Regions from separate parts of the Oryctolagus cuniculus genome. Here region 1 is linked to region 2. Evidence: chromatin contacts called from public Hi-C data. All regions are on one chromosome and are shown on one strand. Each heading gives the region's core, a stretch centred on a gene start, on an enhancer-like site or on the middle of the called end of the contact. The rest is flanking DNA. Distances are from core to core; before and after follow the strand shown.

What was found. A called contact is a pair of places that touch in the nucleus more often than the background predicts.
Region 1: a contact with region 2 is called in a Hi-C map of an unstated tissue, with 3 times the contacts expected there. The contact joins two enhancer-like sites. A contact is called at or near these places in 2 of 6 Hi-C or Micro-C datasets (ear pinna and an unstated tissue).

What each region holds. Positions count from the first base shown.
Region 1 is chr11:91,575,601-91,581,267 of mOryCun1.1, reverse strand. No RefSeq gene overlaps it. Among named protein-coding and RNA genes, the nearest start is that of DUSP6, 420 kb to the left of the region's middle. Within about 2 kb of position 2,112, at least 2 of the 8 cell types and tissues checked have an H3K27ac peak or open chromatin away from gene starts, as enhancers often do.
Region 2 is chr11:91,184,348-91,190,022 of mOryCun1.1, reverse strand. All of the region lies in intron 2 of LOC127491170 (a long non-coding RNA gene), which reads right to left. Among named protein-coding and RNA genes, the nearest start is that of KITLG, 36 kb to the right of the region's middle. Within about 2 kb of position 4,297, at least 6 of the 8 cell types and tissues checked have an H3K27ac peak or open chromatin away from gene starts, as enhancers often do.

The DNA.
Region 1 (5,667 bases), core at 863-3,362, 390 kb before region 2:
GAGAATATAATGGAGGAGATTACTGATTAACATAGACTTTCAGGACTCATCAACTAAATTCAATGCACTAACCTGGCAAATAAGGGAAAAAATGGAGCATTTCTTTGGTGTTTCCTATTTGAACTGGGATAACCAAGAACACTCCCAGCCACAGCATCTATCCTCTGATCATTTTTGGGGACTATAGTTTGGATACAGATGGATTTTGTGGAGATGTGTTTTCCAATTGGTGAAGACTTACATATGGTAGTGCCAATGTATTGTTAATAACATGACTAATTTCTTGAAGCATCATGTGCAAGGAACTGTGTATTACCTCATTTACTCTCCCTGTTGTAGGTAATTATTCTCAACTTACAGATAAACATAGGTTTTGTGAAGCTGAATGAATAAATGATGGATGATCCCACAGTCAATATCAAGTTAGAGACTTGAACCTGAGAACATGCTCCCTGCTCAAGGATACTACCTTCCTTAAGTATTCCGTTCACCATAAGTGCAAAGGAAGAGATAGTCTTTTTGATTACATGTTCTCTGACACTATGAATATAGTTGAGGTTTGATAGTCTTTAAAATGAGTAATAGGAAATACAGTGACTAGTCCTTTTATAGCTAAGGGATCCTTGGCTTTGCATCTAGACTAGAGTTCGGCTGAAATGGATTGCTATTTCAGGATTGCTTCAGGGATCAATGGTGGTTAAAGACGAATGTTTGAGTCTACTAATATTAACCTGAATATATAAAATGTGCTATCTAGGGACATAATGTACTTTCACATTACAGAGTAATAAAGGGAAAAATTAAAAACTAGAGCAGAGAGGTAGAAAGGTGAAGAGGAAAATAGGTTATGGAAATGAGAAGTCATATTGGGAAATAAGCTTGAGGAATAATTAGGGAGGGAGCGTGGTTGGTGTAAGGCTGGCCTCACTTTACAAACTGCTCACTGTCTATTGCTTGGAAGGACATCTTGTGCTGCATAAGGTTCTGTTTTGTGTGTTGTCATTGATAACAACAATTCAAACACGAGCAATGTGTCATAGAATCCTGGGGAGTCCCCCAAATGGATGAGATAATGACATTTACCTTTTACCTACTTAGCACAGGACCTCTGGATTTGGGCATTTAATTAAGGCTCGCTGGGGACCATGCAGATGACCTTGGCAATTTTCTCACACTCTGCTCTATTCAGGGCACAGGAGAATTTAGCAATGTTGCGCCAATATTCTATCAGGAACTGTCACTTAGAAAATTGGAATGCATTGGAATCTTTGGTCTCCAAAGTTCCATTCTTGAATCTATGAGCCAGGCAGCACCAGGAGGATGGCTAAAAATTAGATTCTGAAGTTCTGTTTCAAAATGCAGCCAGTTGTTGTTTGGACACAGTATTTTTGTTTTGTTTTTTTCTGGAAGACCAAATATTAAAGCTTATATTTAGTACATGAGATATAGAACAACAACTAATGAAGACAATATCTTGAGCATGAAAAATACTGGCTCAGGTAGACTTGAAGGTGTAAATAAGAATGGCCAGAGATAAGCTGGTATTATTGATTTAAAGCTCAACAATTTTAATTTAAATGCTCCTTGTCACACAGCTCACATAAATCAATGTCCCTAGGTCTGACCCTTCTGTCATATATTCCAGTATTTTCTGATATCTTGAGTTACCAGGGTGACTTTGCTTAAAAATTCACAGCACAGAGATCAGAAGGTTACATTTCCCTCATCCCCATCGACTCATCCTTTCCCAATAATTTTGCATTCATTAAAGGCTGATGTGATCCTTACCACAAAGGGACTTGATTTATTGTTGGCCTTGAGTTCTCCCTAAAGTGAAACTGACAGCTCCTGGAATGTTTTAGCTAGTTGTTTGAAAACGGGTTTGAGTAACTGAAACTACTAATTCCAGGGAGTAACGGTACCTTTGTTAGGTTCTCAGTAAAAGCAGTTTGTGATTGGATTATGCGTAAGTCTCCGAACTCCTCATCCAAACAATGAAGTTCAGCTCAGGCATTATTTTCGTTCTGGCTCTGAATTCAGACTTGACTGCTTTCATTGGCTTGTTCTGCAGAATAACAAGGCCCCACCCTTAAGTCCAGGAGCCCAGAGAGTGTAGCATTTCCTCTGTGCAAGGCCAAACAGTCACTGCACTTGGTATTTGTGATAACTTATTGTATTAAGAACTCTCCGCTCCATAAACAAGATAATTTAAAACACATTGACGTAAATGAAAAACAAAAGCAACCCCTTGTAAACAAGTTTCAGGCGGCTTCTTAAAGGGGTCTCTATTTGTTACTCGAGCTGTCAGCTATGTTAGCTACTAGTTCTGCGTGGCAACTGAATACTCAAAATGTGTCTAGCATGACTTGAGACCTGCTGTATATGTAAAATACACACTGAATTTCAGGCAGACTTAGTAGAAGAGTGAAAAATGTCTCAATATTTTTATTTGGATTACATGCTTAAAACAATTGAGATATATTAAGGTAAGGAAAACATCTAAATGCCAATTTTTTTAAAAAACCACTACTAGAATATTTTATATTACATGCAGGGTCCACATTATATCTCTATTAGAAAGGATTTTTATAAGTAACAGATCTTTATTATATGTTTTAGTGGAATAGAAAACAAATCAACCAATACTTGATTAAATTAGAGTGTCAGTAGTTCCTAGGACCTAACATACTATGTAACCCTTGGAGACATTGATTTTTTTTTTTTTCCACTCACAAAAGCCTTTAGGTGTTCAGTAAATATCTCTTGTGCAAATCAATAAATAAATGTAATAACTGCAAAACTGATAAGATGTATCAGAAACATTAAAGAATTAACAGTCACCTCAATTATTTCAAGAGCAGTTTATTGTTTTAGTCTCTAAAATAATTAAACCCGTTTCCCCAAAAAGAATTGAGTAAACTTCATTGTTTGGAAATAATTTTTGGCTCTTGCTCTAATTAGAGAAAGAGTGATAGATTCCCCTGGAAGTTTTCCTGAGTGACAAAGGAACAAAGCTCTTCACGCCTCATTAACAACATTGAAATGAAAATGCCATAGAGAGGTGTTTGTACCTAAAAAGAATTGAATTGTACTTGGATTTTATTTAACTTGAATATAATCTTGTCTTTCTCTTAATAAAGGGACAACCTCAGAGCCCCTAGAATCCTATGGGATTACAAAAGTTAGATTTCCTGTTTCCTGCTTCATGATATCAGAATATCACGGGAAGAAGTTAGTAAGGAAATGCTAACAGCTTGGAAAGTGACTGCATCTGACTAGTTATTGTCTGACTAACAGGACCTACATAATGCTATCTTGACTGCAATGACATAAACTTATGTAATCATCAAGAGGAAATCTTACAGAATTGACAGGTGCAAAAAACTAAGAATGCAACTGTCCTTTCCCCTAGGAAACTAATGCACTCACTGGTAACCTTAATTGTATTTCTGATGTTTTTTGTAGTCTGATTAGGGAAATCATTTTCTTACAGGCCCAAATTAATTAGTATCCCAAACATTAGAATACTCACTACTCTTCCTCTGTCTGCCCCATTCTGACTGGCTGCTCATTTGTTCTGTAACACATTGTACCTTCCTTTTTGTTACTGTGTAGTTGTGTCTTTGAATGTGCAGGAAAGGTTTGAAGGAGGCTGACTCATTCATCTGTACCTTCACGATAGTGCCTGGTGTATAGTAGGTGTTCAAGGAATGACTGAAGAGTGGAAAGGAGAGAAGCAAGAAAGGATAAACATGTGATTGCTTCCTGCGTCTGACTGGCAGTATTGGAATTAGAGGGGGAAGTGTGGTGGGTGGTGGAGGGACGGGGGAACATCTCTGGATCTGTTCTGTGTTCTCATAAACATGTGTGCTTTGCATAGGCCAACAGTAGTCTCACCAATCTCCTCTCACTCAAACTCAGCCCTAGATTAAATGAGCAAATATTTCAAGGATGATTTATCATTAAACCTGTCTCTCAGCAGAGTTTTTCTAGATACTTGTTCTAGATAAAACTTTCCCAGGTGCACATGGGAAAATGCACCTAAGTGAAGCACTTTATCAGTCATTCTCAGGGTACACAGTGTTTTTGTTCTCTGTATGCTTTGGCCTCTTCACCAGCATCATCTTCATATTTTGTATAAAGTCTTCTAGGTTTTTCTCCCTATTTTTTCTCATTAGGTGAGTCAGAGTTAGAAAATAAAATAGACACGTTGCTAAAGTTGCGTCTTGAAGAGATACTTGGTTTCAGAAAACTCGAGTTGTGACTTGGTCGGTGTTTGCTGCCTTCCTCCATGCTTTCCCAGTCTCGCCTGCTCCCACCATCCATATTCCTACCCTTCTCCTTCTCATCATACTTCTATACAACTGCAAAGTGGTCTTTCCATAGACTTGTTGATACATTTAATAAATATGTAATGGGTTCTGACGACATGTAATGCAGCATTGTGCTTTTCTAGGGATGCAGCAGTTAACAGGTTAAAAATCTTATATTCAAGACTATTAGAGCCTAATGGGATACACAGTCAATAGATGAGCAATTCTAATATACTATGTAAACAACACATATAAGCATGTGACTAAGCTAGAGTATTGTTTATCAGATGTGAAGCAAAGAATTTTGGTTCTAGATATTCTTTGTTTTTATTCATTACAAGGGGAGGACAAATCCAATAAGCCATTGTTTGGTTTCGGATTTTGAATTAAACTTTTCACTTCTTCTCTGCGAAAAACATTGAGAAAGAATTTTCAGAAGTAAAATGCAGGTGTAGATGTTTCTGCTGTGGTGTTTTTTGTTTTGTTTTGTTTTGTTTTGTTTTAAGGGAAAAGGTTTATTGTCGAGTTGGGAAAACCCGACAGGCTGCCTCCCTGTGCCCAGAGAATAGCAGCCTGTACTGGGAGAGCAGGTCTTATGCAGCTTTGCAGAGGTAAGGAAGTGGGAGCGTCTGCCATGAATTTTATCACATCTTGCCAACTCCTGCCACTTTGGGCTTCCATCTAATGAGTCATGTAGTAGAAGTGGTGGGGAATGGGAAAGAAGGAATTCATTTCTCAAGATTTTTATTTCATCTGTTTGAAAGGCAGAATTAGAGAGATCAAGGGGCAGAAACAGAAAATTCTTCCATGTGCTGGTTCACTCCCCAAATGGCTACAACAGCCAGGGCTGGGCCAGGCCAAAGCCAGGAGCCGTGAGCTTCTTCCAGGTCTCCCATATGGTGCAGAGGCCCAAGTTCTTGAGCCATCTTTGGCTGCTTTTCCAGGCACATTAGCAGGGAGCTGGATCAGTAGTGGAGCAGGGGCTGACACTGTGGAGTGGTGTAAAGCTGCTGCCTGCAGTGCCAGCATCCCACATGGGTGCTGGTTCAAGTCCTGGCTGCTCCACTTCCAATCCAGCTCTCTGCTGTGGCCTGGGAAAGCAGTAGAAGATGGCCCAAGTCCATTGGCTGGGCCGATCTGAAACCAGGAGCCAGGAGCTTCTACTGAGTCTCCCAGGCAGGAGTAGGAGCCCAAGGACTTGAGCTATTTTCTACTGCTTACCCAGGCCATAGCAGAGAGCTGGATTGGAAGTAGAGCAGCTGGGACTGGAACTGGTGTCCATATGGATGCTGGCACTGCAGGTGGCAGTTTTACCCACTACACCACAGTGCCGGCCTTTCTAGGTCTTTTAATT
Region 2 (5,675 bases), core at 3,048-5,547:
GAGAGATTTTCCATCTATTCGTTTACTCCCCAAATGTGTGCAACGGCCAGCCCCAGCTGTCGGGAGCCAGGAACTCCATCCTGGTCTCCCACATGAATGGCAAGGACTCAAGTACTTGGGCCATCCTCTGCTGCTTTCCTAAGCACATTAGCTGGGAGCTGGCTTGGAAGCGGAGCAGCTGGAACTTGAAACAGCACTCCAATGTGAAATGCCAGTGTTGCAAGCAACAGCTTAACCTGCTGCACCACAATGCTTGCTCCTTCTGAGTTAGTACTATACAGGCTCAGCCTTCTTCAGTAATGTAACTACTTACTGTAGATTCTTAAATTGATCCAAAGATTAACTTTCAGGTCCAATATAAAGGGGGCAAAAGGGTGACTCCAACTATTTGATAATTTACTATGCTTGGCGATCTTGCTGATCTTTATTTCATAATTAAGGAAAAAACCTGAATCAAACAAAACAGTTTGATAGTGTTCCCTGAATACTAAAAAAAATACTCAAAGAATATTCTGGGAGCTAAGATCTTTTATCATTTTCAAGGTTGAAAAACTCCACACCTTTGTTCAGGTGAAGAACATGTCACGTTCTTGTAGTTTGGTAACTTCATAGGAAAGGGGTCATTTTTTTCATTGTCTCTAGTGGAAAACAGGGGCTGGTGGTGTGGTACAGTAGGTAAAGCCGCTGCCTGTGACACTAGCATCCAATACAGGTGCCAGTTCGAGTCCTGGCTGCTCCACTTCCAATCCAGCTCCCTGCTACTGTGCCTTGGAAAGCACACTGGGCCCCTGTACCCACGACCCCGGATGAAGCTCCCACCTCCTGGCTTCATCCTGGCCCTGCCCTGGCCATGGTGGCCATTTGGGAATGAAAGGAAAGAAAATCCCACAGTGGGTTCTGAATGGCCAGCCTCTTGAGGGTGATGAACGTATCCCTCAAACAATCAAACAAATTGGGACTGGACCAATCTGAGTCTCAGAATGGTGGTGTGGAAAAGGTGGCAGGAAGTGGGGGAAAAGTCTGGTGAATGACAATCTCTCCTGGAAGACACAGAACAGAGTGTGCATTCTCCAAGTAAAACGGGGTACTGACAATGAAAGAAGAGTGGTGGGAAAGTGTCCTGGGCAGATCACAGTAAAAATCTTCACCATAGTCCATCTGTCTGGATGAAGGTCATGCTTTACTCCTCTTCCTCCCTCCCTCTCTCTCTCTCTCTCTCTCTCTCTGCCTTTCAAATGAAATAAATACATCTTTTGAAAAAAAGAAAATGGAATTAAAAGATAAGTTTATTTTGGTGCAAAAAAATTTTTAATCTACACTCAGTTTTTTTTTCACAATGCCTACTTTCTGCAAAAGACTTTTTAAAGACTCCCCATACATTTTATAGCTGCCTGATGAAGTAAACAAAAATGTTCACGTGTACCCCTGGAAATCCTTTTGGGAACCTTTTTGGTTATGGATATCACACTGCTAAATGTATGATCTGAGACGCTCTCAGAGGCTGCAGTAGAATCTGAAATAGAACCAACCTTTCTCAAAACCATTTCCCTTTCCACGAGGCCTTAGTGGTAAATGTCAGAAACATAGCTCCCTTGTGCTTACCATATATGTAACTGTTTGGAAGACACTGGCAAAGCAAAATTATACATCAGGGCGGCTTGTGTTAAGATTGGGATTACCATGAAGGAATCATCCATTAAACGATTTTCCAAAACGGTCCTATTTGCTGCCCTTTTCAGCCTTCTTCCTACTTGTGTTTAAAACGGCTTGCAGCATCTTTTTGATCAAAAGTAAAAAGCCACTATTTAATACTGTCACCTGTTCTGTGGTCTTCTGCTTAAATATTTACGTGAGTGACTACGGAGGGGGAGCTAGTCTTGCTGAAAACTCCCACGTCACTTGGAGTTGCACAGTTACATACTGAATCCATGCTGCCACTCCCGTTCTCCCCGCACTTGTTTGTTGAGTATTGAAGCCAGCAGAACAGCCCCACAAAGACATCTGCGTCCTAATTCCTGAAATCTGGAAACATATTGCCCAGGAAGAGGGCGTTAAGCTGCAGGTGGAGTGAAGGTTGCTAATCAACTGACCGTAGAGACTGGGGACCGAGCTGTGGCATGGCCAGTAACTGCCTGTGAAGATGGCATCCCATATGGGCACCTGCTCACATCCTGGCTGCTCCAACTCTGATCCAGCTCCATGTTGATGGCCCGGGAAAGGCAGAGGAAGATGGCCCAAGTGTTCCAACTTCTGCCAACCATGTGGGAGAGCTGGAAGAAGCTCCTGGCTCCTGGCTTCAGATCCGCCCAGCTCTGGCCATTGCAGCCATCTGAGGAGAGAACCGGCAGATGAGAGAACTCTCTCTGTCTCTCCCTCTCTTTCTGGCTTTCAAATAAACAGATTAATCTTTTTTTAAAAAAATTAAAATAGACTATTTTGATTTACCTGGGTGGCTCGGTGTTATTAACAAATCCCGTTACAAATAGAGAAGGGAGGCAGTGACAGTGGTTTGCTGTAAGAGCCAACTGGCCATTACTGACTGTGGAGGTGAAGGAGCCACTGTGGAGGATAGCCTCGGGGGGACAGAAATTAGTTGTCCCCTAGAGCCTCCACAATGGATTGCAGCCCCTGCCAGCATCTTGATCTTAGCTCAGGGTGAACCATTTGGGACTTTCGAATTCTAGCTCTATGAAAAAAATTGTGTTGTTTTAAGCCGTTAAATTTCTGGTAATTTCTTATAAGAGCAGTGGAAGATTAATACAGTGAACTATAAATACAGTGAACTATTAATACAGTGAACTATAAATGTACCTACTTTCTACTTCTCTCATGGTTAAAATTTTGGCATAGTTTTAACATAACACTTGAACTAATTCAGGCAAATTTGGAATTAAGTTCAAGAGTCTTGTAAAAATAATTCCTGAATTTATGTGTTATTCTTGTTCCAAATGATTACTGAAGTTAATATTTATTTTCTTCTTACAAATTAATAAAATGTTTATGTTCTCCACTTACAAGAATAAGCCTAGGAGCAGTATTTTCATTTATTTGAGAGGCAGAGAGAGAAAATCAGATAAAGCTGAAATGTTCTCAATGGCAGAAGCTGGGCTGGCAAAAGCCAGGAGCTGATAACTCAGTCCAGGTCTCCACATGGGTGGCAGAGAACAAGTTTTACATACTGCCTCCTGGGGGCTGCGTTGGCAGGAAACTGGATCAGGAGCCTGAGCTGGCTATGCAACCAGGCGCTCCCATGTGGGAAGGGGGTTCCTAATTGGTGTCTTCAGCCCTAAGTCAAATCTGCCCCCGGAAGTACTTTTTAGAAGACCTACAGCCAGGACTCCGGGTTTAGATTAGAGCTCTGCCATTCACTAGCTTGGTTGGTTGGGAAAATTAACCTAAGGGTGTTTCGTCATCCGTAAAATGGGAATAAAAATAACTGAATCTATACAGCAGGTTTGTGGAAGATGTAATAACTTCTGTAAAAATGTGTATTATATTTAAATACATGTTTCATATAACTCACATAGAAATCTTTTACCGAGGCTATGATATGTAAATCCATGCACCACACCCTCGTGTTTGCTATTATTACTATCACTGTTGCATGATCTTTCCAATTGTGAAAACGTCTCCAGCACAAAGTACAGCTCCCAAAACCCTTGCCGCGTTGGCGAACTGCACGTTTCGTAACCCCTACCACTTGCTTTGAATCTTAATTTCTAAACACACGGCAGTAAAGCATTCTGAAACGGCCTGTTAGCAATACTTAACCTTGAAACAATTCCTTTAATTATCAAATGCTCATTCACTAAATGAATGGTCATTTTTTTTTTTAATAGAGGAGGTAAGACAATGGCCTACCTATAGATCTTAATTAAACTTCCCCCCAACCCCCCAAGGCTGGGCGCAGTGGATTCTTTGCTCAGAACCCATTGAACTTCGCTCCTGCATCCTCTCAGCACCGAGCGAGCTGGAGGCAACTCCAGGCGCGAGGTGTTTCGCCTGGTCCCAGGCGATTCCAGGTGAGTCCCAGAGGAGCGGGAGGCCCGGCTGGGACTCGCTGCGCCAGGCTGCTAAGCTTCGCCCCCAGGGCACCCACTCCTCCCGTGCGCTCCCGAGGACCCCAGGCTAGGGGACGCGCTGGGCTCGGTCGGCGCAACTTCGGAGGCATGTAGAGCGCTGCGGTCCGGCCCCGCGGTCTGCCTCCCGCGCCTCTGCCAGCGTCTCGCCTCCCCGGGGCTCCGGAAGGGAAGGAGGCGTGTCCGGAGCAGGCGGGAGGGCGCTGTATAAAAGCACCGGCGGCGCGGCGGCCCGGGCTTCACTCGCCGCCTCGCGCCGGGACCTGGAGCGCCGCGGACAGCACGGGCCGTGGAGAGGGCGCTGCGCTCGGGCTACCCAATGCTTGGACTATCTGTCGCCGCTGCTCGTGCAATATGCTGGAGCTCCAGAGCAGCTAAACGGAGTCGCCACACCGCTGCCTGGGCTGGATCGCAGCGCTGCCTTTCCTTATGAAGAAGACACAAGTGAGTAGGGCGCGCCGGGGACAGCGCAGGCTTTCCAAGAAAATCGCGCCCGGATCCCCCTGGGAGGCAGGCGCGCCCCGGAATCCGCACCCGGGACCCTCCGGGCTGTGCCCGCCCGTTGAGCCCAGGAGGTCCGGGGGAGGGAGGCGGGCGTGCTGTGCCAGCCCTAGCCTCCTCGCGCCTGGGTGAGCCCGGGAAGGGAAGGACTGGGAGTGATGAGAGCGAGCCCGTGGCAAGTTTGCAGCCCCAGCAGCTAAGTTTGGAACTGTCAGTCGGAAAGCGCAGTTCCCTCCGTTGGAACGATCGGCTCTTTTTGGCCCCGAAGTTATCACTGGAAGGCTTCGTCTGTGCCCGGGAGACATTTTCCCGTGGCTTCGGGGAGATTATGAAACAGCTCCCCCCGCGCCACCCTCGCTCGCTGTCGCACCCGGATTTATGTGTGCAGCCCGCAGGTGGGCGCGGGGCGCGGCGCGGCGCGGCGCCGCCTCGGGAGCGAAGCCAGCTCCGAGCTCCAACGCCGCTGCGCTCGGCGGGGAGGGGAACCTGCCCAGCCCGCCCGGGAAACTTGGCTCCCGGCGGCGTTTGCCTAGTCTGCGGCTCTGGGTGGGCTCTCTGGAGAGCTCCGGAGGAGCTGATACCTCCACAGTGCATACATGCACTTTGTTCCATTACAAAGGAGAGAAAGTTTTTTTTTTTTTAATAGGCACCTCTAATGATAGTTATTGAGATAATTCCCAGTGCTGCTAAATTGTGCATGATGCATAAAGTGCTGTGGGTGAAGCACTGCCCAGGGGTACAATTAGATTTTTCTCCCCCTTAACACAAATATACGGCTCATTTAGAAAGGGGCGCCGCGGTGCACAGTTCTTTTCACCCCTGGCGGCTCTTCCCTCTTCTCACTTCCCCTCTTAGGAAAGGCTCCTTGTTTTCTGCCACCGGTTGGATAAGGCTGCCCTTTCACCCCCCAGAGGCTATAACGAAGATTGCAATGTCTCAAATGTGTGGAAGCCGTCCGTGGAAGTGGTGGGGGTAATGGGAATCGGAGACTTCTGCAAAGAGCTTAGAATGAAGGCACCCGTCTACTGGACGTGCTTTATTAAGTCACCCGCTTGGCATCGTATTTTAAATCGATGTCTAGGTGTGGGAACGTGC